Linked DNA regions of Mus musculus: region 1 is linked to region 2. The links are chromatin contacts, called in public HiChIP or PLAC-seq maps. All regions are on one chromosome and are shown on one strand. The core of a region is the stretch at or near the end of the contact, and the rest is flanking DNA. Distances in the headings are between cores, read along the strand shown. Region 1 has its middle 39 kb from the start of Gm38673. Region 2 holds the start of Dock10 (dedicator of cytokinesis 10).

What was found. HiChIP or PLAC-seq counts read pairs in DNA pulled down with a chosen protein or histone mark.
Region 1: an H3K4me3 HiChIP or PLAC-seq map of pro-B cells shows a contact between it and region 2, with 2.3 times the contacts expected there. The contact joins the enhancer-like site here to the promoter of Dock10 in region 2. A contact is called at or near these places in 1 of 39 promoter capture datasets (the C10 cell line), 1 of 484 Hi-C or Micro-C datasets (pro-B cells), 3 of 115 datasets of contacts at active chromatin or transcription factors (neural tube, pro-B cells and thymic regulatory T cells) and 2 of 9 other capture datasets (adipose tissue and liver).

What each region holds. Positions count from the first base shown.
Region 1 is chr1:80,387,849-80,391,236 of GRCm38.p6, reverse strand. No RefSeq gene overlaps it. Among named protein-coding and RNA genes, the nearest start is that of Gm38673, 39 kb to the left of the region's middle. Within about 2 kb of position 1,361, at least 56 of the 459 cell types and tissues checked have an H3K27ac peak or open chromatin away from gene starts, as enhancers often do. A contact at or near this core is called in pro-B cells, where this site is marked.
Region 2 is chr1:80,756,355-80,760,072 of GRCm38.p6, reverse strand. Dock10 (dedicator of cytokinesis 10) reads left to right here and starts at 1,520. Exons shown (of 56, transcript NM_175291.4): 1 at 1,520-1,747. The coding sequence starts at 1,625.

The DNA.
Region 1 (3,388 bases), core at 112-2,611, 370 kb after region 2:
TTTCACAAAGTAAGGTGGGGAGTGGAAGATAGAGATATTCCACATTAACCTGTGGCCCACACCCTACACACATGCAAATGCATCTACATTTACATATGCACACATACAATAGTACACACAGAGACACACACACACAAGTGATTAAAATCAACTCTACTAAGAAGTTTACTGAATGCTAGAGACAAACAAAATTACATGAATCTCAATAGTTATATGATAATGAAAGTCAATGTCTCCATACAGTGTGAGAAACGGAGTCGTGACACACATGAGATGGGAAGAAATGGCTCTGTAAGATAGAAGGCATAGGGCAGGACAGAGGACATGTCGGGAAGCCATTTCTCATAGGGGAAAGTGAAACACAACTTCTTCATTTGCTTCTGAGCTTCTGTCCTTTGTTATAAATGACAACACTTTTGGCTTCAGAGAACAAGTGACAAGGGAATGTTCATGATCCGGAATTCGTGCATGGTGAAAGGATTTGAATTAAATCATTTCTAAAATCTACCAAATGTTGAAATATGATGATTCAAATGATAGAGAGAGAGTCTGTATTTAGTCTAGATTTGACTCAGAATGCTTTTGGCAAAGATGGCGTGAATAATACTATTTCATGTGTCTCATGCCAAAACTGAAATATTAATAGACCATGTGAAGACTTAAATCTAGCCCTAGACGTGTCTCCAAGATGCATGCTAATTAGGAGACAATATAATCTGAAGCCATTTCTTTCTGTGAAGCTTTGAAACCGTGAACAGCTACAATCTGTCCTTGCATTTTCCTTGAAAGTAAAATCACCAACCAAGAGAGGCATGAATCCCTGTTCCTATGCAACAGTCCAGTAGAATTCTTTTTCAACTCTGTTTTAGGAAATTTTGACCGCTTGTTATGGCAACATTTTCCTCCCGATGCTGTGAATTGGGCTCGGCATTGTTTTTCTGACAAGCATGAGTAAAAACACTGACATCTAAAACCTAAAAATATGAAACAAATGTCAGCCATCCCTGGGGACATCTCTGCTTCTTTTGACATTCTGGAGTGTGTGGACAAACAGGCCCGTGTACACATATGTTTTTGAGAGCATCTGCACAAGTATTCACAGGCAGAGACCTGACTAAGATTGACATCAGGTGTTCTATTGTTGCCCAACCTACCTTTGAGAGTGTCTCTCACTGTACCTGGGGCTCATCACATTGCTTAAACTCTGTGGCCTACAAGTCCCTGTTTCTACTACACACAAGCACACACGTTGCAGACTTTTCCATCCATGTCAGATTTTTTTATACATGCAAGGGATCTGAACTAAGATCCTCATGCTTGCTTGCTCAGCAAGCGCGTTACTCACTGAACCAACTTCCCCACCCCTCTTCTGACATTCTTTAAACCATGGTTAAAAATAGAACTAGATTGAAGTGCTGATTCCAGCACGTTTTAGACAATTTGTTCTAAGAACCTCTATTTCCTGCGTATTAAATAGAAACAGTGATAGGATCAGAAGTGAGGAGGATACAACATCTGCCCCAACACCGGAAGTAACTGGGACCAGCAGGACCGGGGCACCCAGGAACTCTGCCTGACCAGGCCTTCCTGTCTGGGCTGATGCCTTAAGCAGACTTTGGGTGCAAACTCTAAAGCCAGTCCCACAACACCCAGAGGAAGCTCCACTCCCAGGCGCTCTAACACACCCAGGACTACAGGATCACAGTGACAGCTTGACTCTGAGGAGTTCTGACTCAACCAGGACCACAGGAAGGACAGGCTCCAGTCAGATATAGCACAGGCAGGTAGCATGAGAGATAACCAGATAGTGGGAGGCAAGCGTAAAAACATAAGCAACAGAAACCAAGGTTACTTGGCATCATCAGAACCCAATTCTCCCACCATAGCAAGTCCTGGATATACCTTCATACCAGAAAAGCAAGATTCGGATCTAAAATCACTTCTCATGATGGTGATAGAAGATTTTAAGAAGGACATAAATTACTCCCTTAAAGAATACAGGAGAACACACATAAACAGGTAGAAGCCCTTAAAGAGGAAACACAAAAATCCCTTAAAGAATTTCAGGAGAACACAATCAAACAGGCAAAGGAAAGGAACAAAATCATCCAGGATCTAAAAATGGAAATAGAAACAAAAAAGAAGCCGGGGTGGTGGCACATGCCTTTAAACCCAGCACTTGGGAGGCAGAGGCAGGCAGATTTCTGAGTTCAAGGCCAGCCTGGTCTACAGAGTGAGTTCCAGGACAGCCAGGGCTACACAGAGAAACCCTGTCTCAAAAAACAAAAACAAAAACAACAACAAAAAAAAATTATAGAAGGAAACTTCCCTAACGTAAAGAAAGAGATGCCCATGAACATACAAGCCTACAGAACTACAAATAGACTGGACCAGAAAAGAAATTTCTCCAGTCACATAATAATCAAAACACCAAGTTCACTAAACAAAGAAAAATATTAAAAGTAGTAAGGGAAAAAGGTCAAGTAAAATATAAAAGCAGACCTATCAGAATTACTCAGATTTCTCTTTTGTTTTTGCTTTTTTGCTTGGTTTTTGGTTTGTGTAGTGGCTATTCCTGGTTGTCAACTTGACTATATTTGGAATGAACTACAATCCAGAATTGGAAGGCTCACCAGTGACCCTTATCTGGAGGCTTGGAGATCCTTATCTGGATCTTGGTTTGGAGATCTTGAGCCTTAGTGGCTATGGATTCCAGTAGATTGAATCTCCGAGTTTAAGAAACACACCTTTAATCTGGGCTACTCCTTTCATCTGGGATTAAAGGTGTGGTGGAACACACCTTTAATCTGGGCTACACCTTCTGCTGGAGACAATATAAGGACATTGGAAGAAGGGAGTCTAACTCTTGCTCCTTTGCCTGCTTGCTGTGTGAGACTGAGTAACTGCTAGATCCTTGGACTTCCATTCACAGCTGTGACTGAACAATTGTTGGGAATTGGGCTGCCGACTGTAAGTCATCAATAAATTCCTTTACTATCTAGAGACTATCCATAAGTTCTGTGACTCTAGAGAACCCTGACTAATACAGTTTGTTTGGTTTTTTTGTTTTTTGTTTGTTTGCTTGTTTGTTTTGGGTTTTTTTTTTTGTTTGTTTTTTTGAGACAGGGTTTCTCTGTATAGTCCTGGCTGTCCTGGAACTCACTCTGTAGACCAGGCTGGCCTTGAACTCAGAAATCTGCCTGCCTCTGCCTCCCAAGTGCTGGGATTAAAGGCGTGAGCCACCACGCCCAGCTGAGACTATGAAAGACAGAAGATCCTGGGCAGATGTTATACAGACCCTAAGAGAACCCAAATGCCAGCCCAGACTACTATAGACATCAAAACTCTCAATTACCATAGAGGGAGAAACCAAGATATTACATAACAA
Region 2 (3,718 bases), core at 271-2,770:
CGCCACTATCAAGTTGGCCTGTGGCCATATCTGTGAGAGATTGTCTTGATTGATGATTGATATAGGAAGGCTCAGCCCACTGTGGGCATCACTACCCCTGAGCATCAGGACCTTGACTGAGTAAGATAAGATGAACGGAACTGAAAGCACCCAGATCTAAGCACAATGCATCCTCTCTTCCTCAAGTTGATTTTAGCCAGAGTATTTCAACACAGCAAAATAAATTCAAACCTGAACTGTTGTACCCAAGACACACTATGACTCATGTTCTGTTACTACAGTCTTTGCTTCTAGACCATTTTTCTTTTCTTGCCATCCTCCTGCCTCAGCACTCAAGTCTTTGACTGCCTCAGACTTCCTGAGCCTTTGAGAGTCGTGCATAATCATGAGTTATTCAGTTATACTATACACCAGACAGTATTCTAAAACAGGGGGGGAAATGGTTACAGTTTGTCAAAAAGTTAAGACAGAGTCACACTGTGTGTAACCCAGATTTTCCTCAAAGAGAGCCTGTTAGCCTACTATGTGAGAAACACCAGGCACACCACAAGCTAAAAAAAATGTTTTTAACTTTAGAAAATCCAGAGGCCACAGATCCACAAAAAGGCCCTTAAGAAATCCAGAATGTCCACACAGCTCTCCCAGGAGCCTTGGTCTTTCACCCACCCACACTGGGCAGAGAACCACCCTGCATGTGACTCCAGATAAGAATTTTAGAATACTTTAATCAGATAGCTCGAGGCAAGGGTGGGGGGGGATTTGATAAGAAAGCAGAAAAATAGACTAAGAACCACCCACCCTGTCCTACTCACCCTACCCTGTAACCCAACAGCAGTTCTTATTCATCCTAATTTCCACCCTGAAATCCCTTACATTACCCAGATAGACACTAGATTTTAATTCAAATTAGTATGCAAAGTTAAGGAGGCATTTGGTAAACCATCCTATATGGTCTTATTTACAAGAGCAGTGTAGCTGGTATAGAGTAGGGACGCAGTTGAGGAAAAATTGGCGGAAGGTGTGAATTCACACCGACTATCCCAAGACCAAGTAAGGAATCTGGGTCCCCTAGAGACTTCAAAGTAAGGGGCCCAGCCACCAGAGGGATCCTTACTTAATAAAACCTCTGACCCACCTCCAAGGGTGCACAGGATACCTAAGATCAACCCTTCTCCACTTCCTAACCTCAGAATGTAGGTCTGATCCTCAAAAAAACGCCAAATCCCCAACCCTCTATGAGCATCGGATTGAGAATAGGGCGGTAAGCAGGTCCCAGCAGAGGCAGCCCGGCATCAGTACCGAGTCGCGGGTGGGCGGCGCGGGTGGAGCCACCCCCACGCGCGTCCCGCTGCAGATGCGCCCTAGCCAGGCAGAGTTGGCCGCGCCGCCCGAGAGGCGCAGAGTTTGCAAAGTCGCCGCGGAGCTTGAGCGGGAGCGAAGGGGGTGGGCAGAGTGGGGGTGCGCGCGAGAAAAACCCGCCTCTTGTGAGTTGAGCGGGGAAGAGGGGGGGAAAGGCTCTGAGTTCCGCTTCCTGAACGGCGGGTGGGTAGAACAGGCTGGCGCGGCCAGGGGACCGGCGGGACACACTCGCTCCGGGGCCGAGGCGCGAGCGGCACGGCCCGCGATGGCCGGGGAGCGGACCCGCAGGTTCACCCGGAGCCTGCTGAGACCGGGACAGGCGGCCGAGCTCCGGCACAGCGCCGCGTCTGCCGCCGCGGTGGCCGTCAGCAGCCGTCAGCAGCAGCGGGTGAGTGCCCTGCGTCCCTCGCGCCACGGCGGGGCTTGCCCAGGGACCCCAGACAGGCCTTGTCGCCAGCCCTGTGAGCCCCTGCACGGGAGCTAGCTTGTCCTCCACCCCGAATTCGCTCCCCCACAGAGCGACCCCGGAGTCACCTCCTCCAAGCAGTGTCACCAAAGAATTAAGGACCAGAGGCGCATTGGGGGACTTTAGGAACGCGGGACGCTTAGATGAGCAGCTGCGTGGGAGAGCGTGTGCCTACGTTTTAAGGGGGGTGGAGGAGGCGGGAATGCATCCAGTCTGGCTCAAGGTGACAGGGTGACAGGGACCTGGGGCGGCGGGTGGGGGCGGGATAAAGGGGTGGGGGGAGCTAAATGGATGGAACCTGTAGATCCACAAGTCTGCGCGCCCCTCTCCTCCCCGTGGAACCTAGAAAAGATGTAGTGAGCTAGCTCTTCAGCCAGACCAAAGCTGAAACCCCCACCTTCTATCTAGTGAGGAAAATCTGCAATTTGCACAGATCTCCCTCCCCCCACAGGCTGGAACCCAACCAGCCACTTTATACTGTTGCAGAAAGAGCTGGGGGAAACTGGGATGAAGGGGACGTGGGTTATTAAGTAGCCAGTGGCTTCTGGTGTGTTTTGAAGCGATTTCACGGGAATCTCCTTCCAGAAGGTTTCCCCTGGTTACTTCCTTGTCGAAATGCCTTCTAAGTATTGGGTGATTTCCGCGGGAAGTCCCTGAGGCAAAAGCCAGCATCAGGTGCCCAAATCATACCCGTGCATCACGAGATATTCATAAATTCCAGTAGGTGTCACACTAAGGGATGAAAGCAGCAAGCAGGGAGCGCACATCAACTGTGGTAGAAATGGGTAGCCCGTAGGGAGTAGCCTTCCAGCAAGAGTGGGGCTCAGCCACGGAGCTCTTGGCCTGACTTTGTTGGACCAGAATCCTCGTTGTGGGTTTCATTTTCCTTTTTTTTGCCAGTAAATACCATTAGGAATTAAACAACCCTATTTAAGAGTGTCAAAGTGTTGCCTTTGCCAGTCACCGAAGAGGAGGGAGCCAGATCTGGTCAGAGCCAGTTCCCACAGCCAGAAGCCTCTCTTAAAGCCAGAGGTCGGGAAGCTGAACAGAGCGGAAGCAAATTGCCTGGCAGAGGGACCAGAGCAGCAAATGCACAGAGGGTGGGGGGTGGGGGTGGGGGATGGGGAAGCCTGGAGTGTGAAAAGAACTGGTAGCCAGGCTGCCCTTTCCTTCCCTTTCCCTCACCACTGGCTGCAATATGCAGCTGCCAGAGACAATTCAACTGTTACCTAATCCCTTGACAGTGCCAGCCTGTGGTTTTGATATCTGTATGCATATTTTTAAGGAAGAACAGACAAACTGTCAAAAACGGGCCATTCTGAAAAGCGGGTGGAGCTATTACAGAATCAGACACACATAAGACAGTAATTTTACCTTGTAAAGCAGTGGTTCTCAACCTCTGAGTCTTGACCCTTTGGGGTTCAAAGGACCCCCCTTCCACAGGGGTTGCCTGAGACCTTTGGGAAACACAGTTACCTGACAATTCATAAAAGTAGCAAAATTCCAGATATGAAGTAGTAACAAAAGTAACTTTCTGGTTGGGGGTGGAGGAGTCACCACAACTTGAGGAACTGTATCAAAGGGTCTCAAGATGAGGAAGGTTGAGAACACTGTCTTAGGGGATTCCTTAGGTTTGTGCTTTTGTTATTCTGTCATTTGCTTTATGTTAAAATTGCTTTGCCATTAATTCATTTTAGGGACTCTTTGTAAAAACATAACAAGGTTTAGCATCCACCTCGAAGCAATAGCATGGCTTCTTTTATTTGTGTCTTGTTTTGCAGTGGATTCTCATAACGTTTCTGCAGCAATGGAATTTTTATAAATATTATGTATCCCTTCTAAACACACACACACACACACACACACACACACACACACACACCCCTCCAAGAC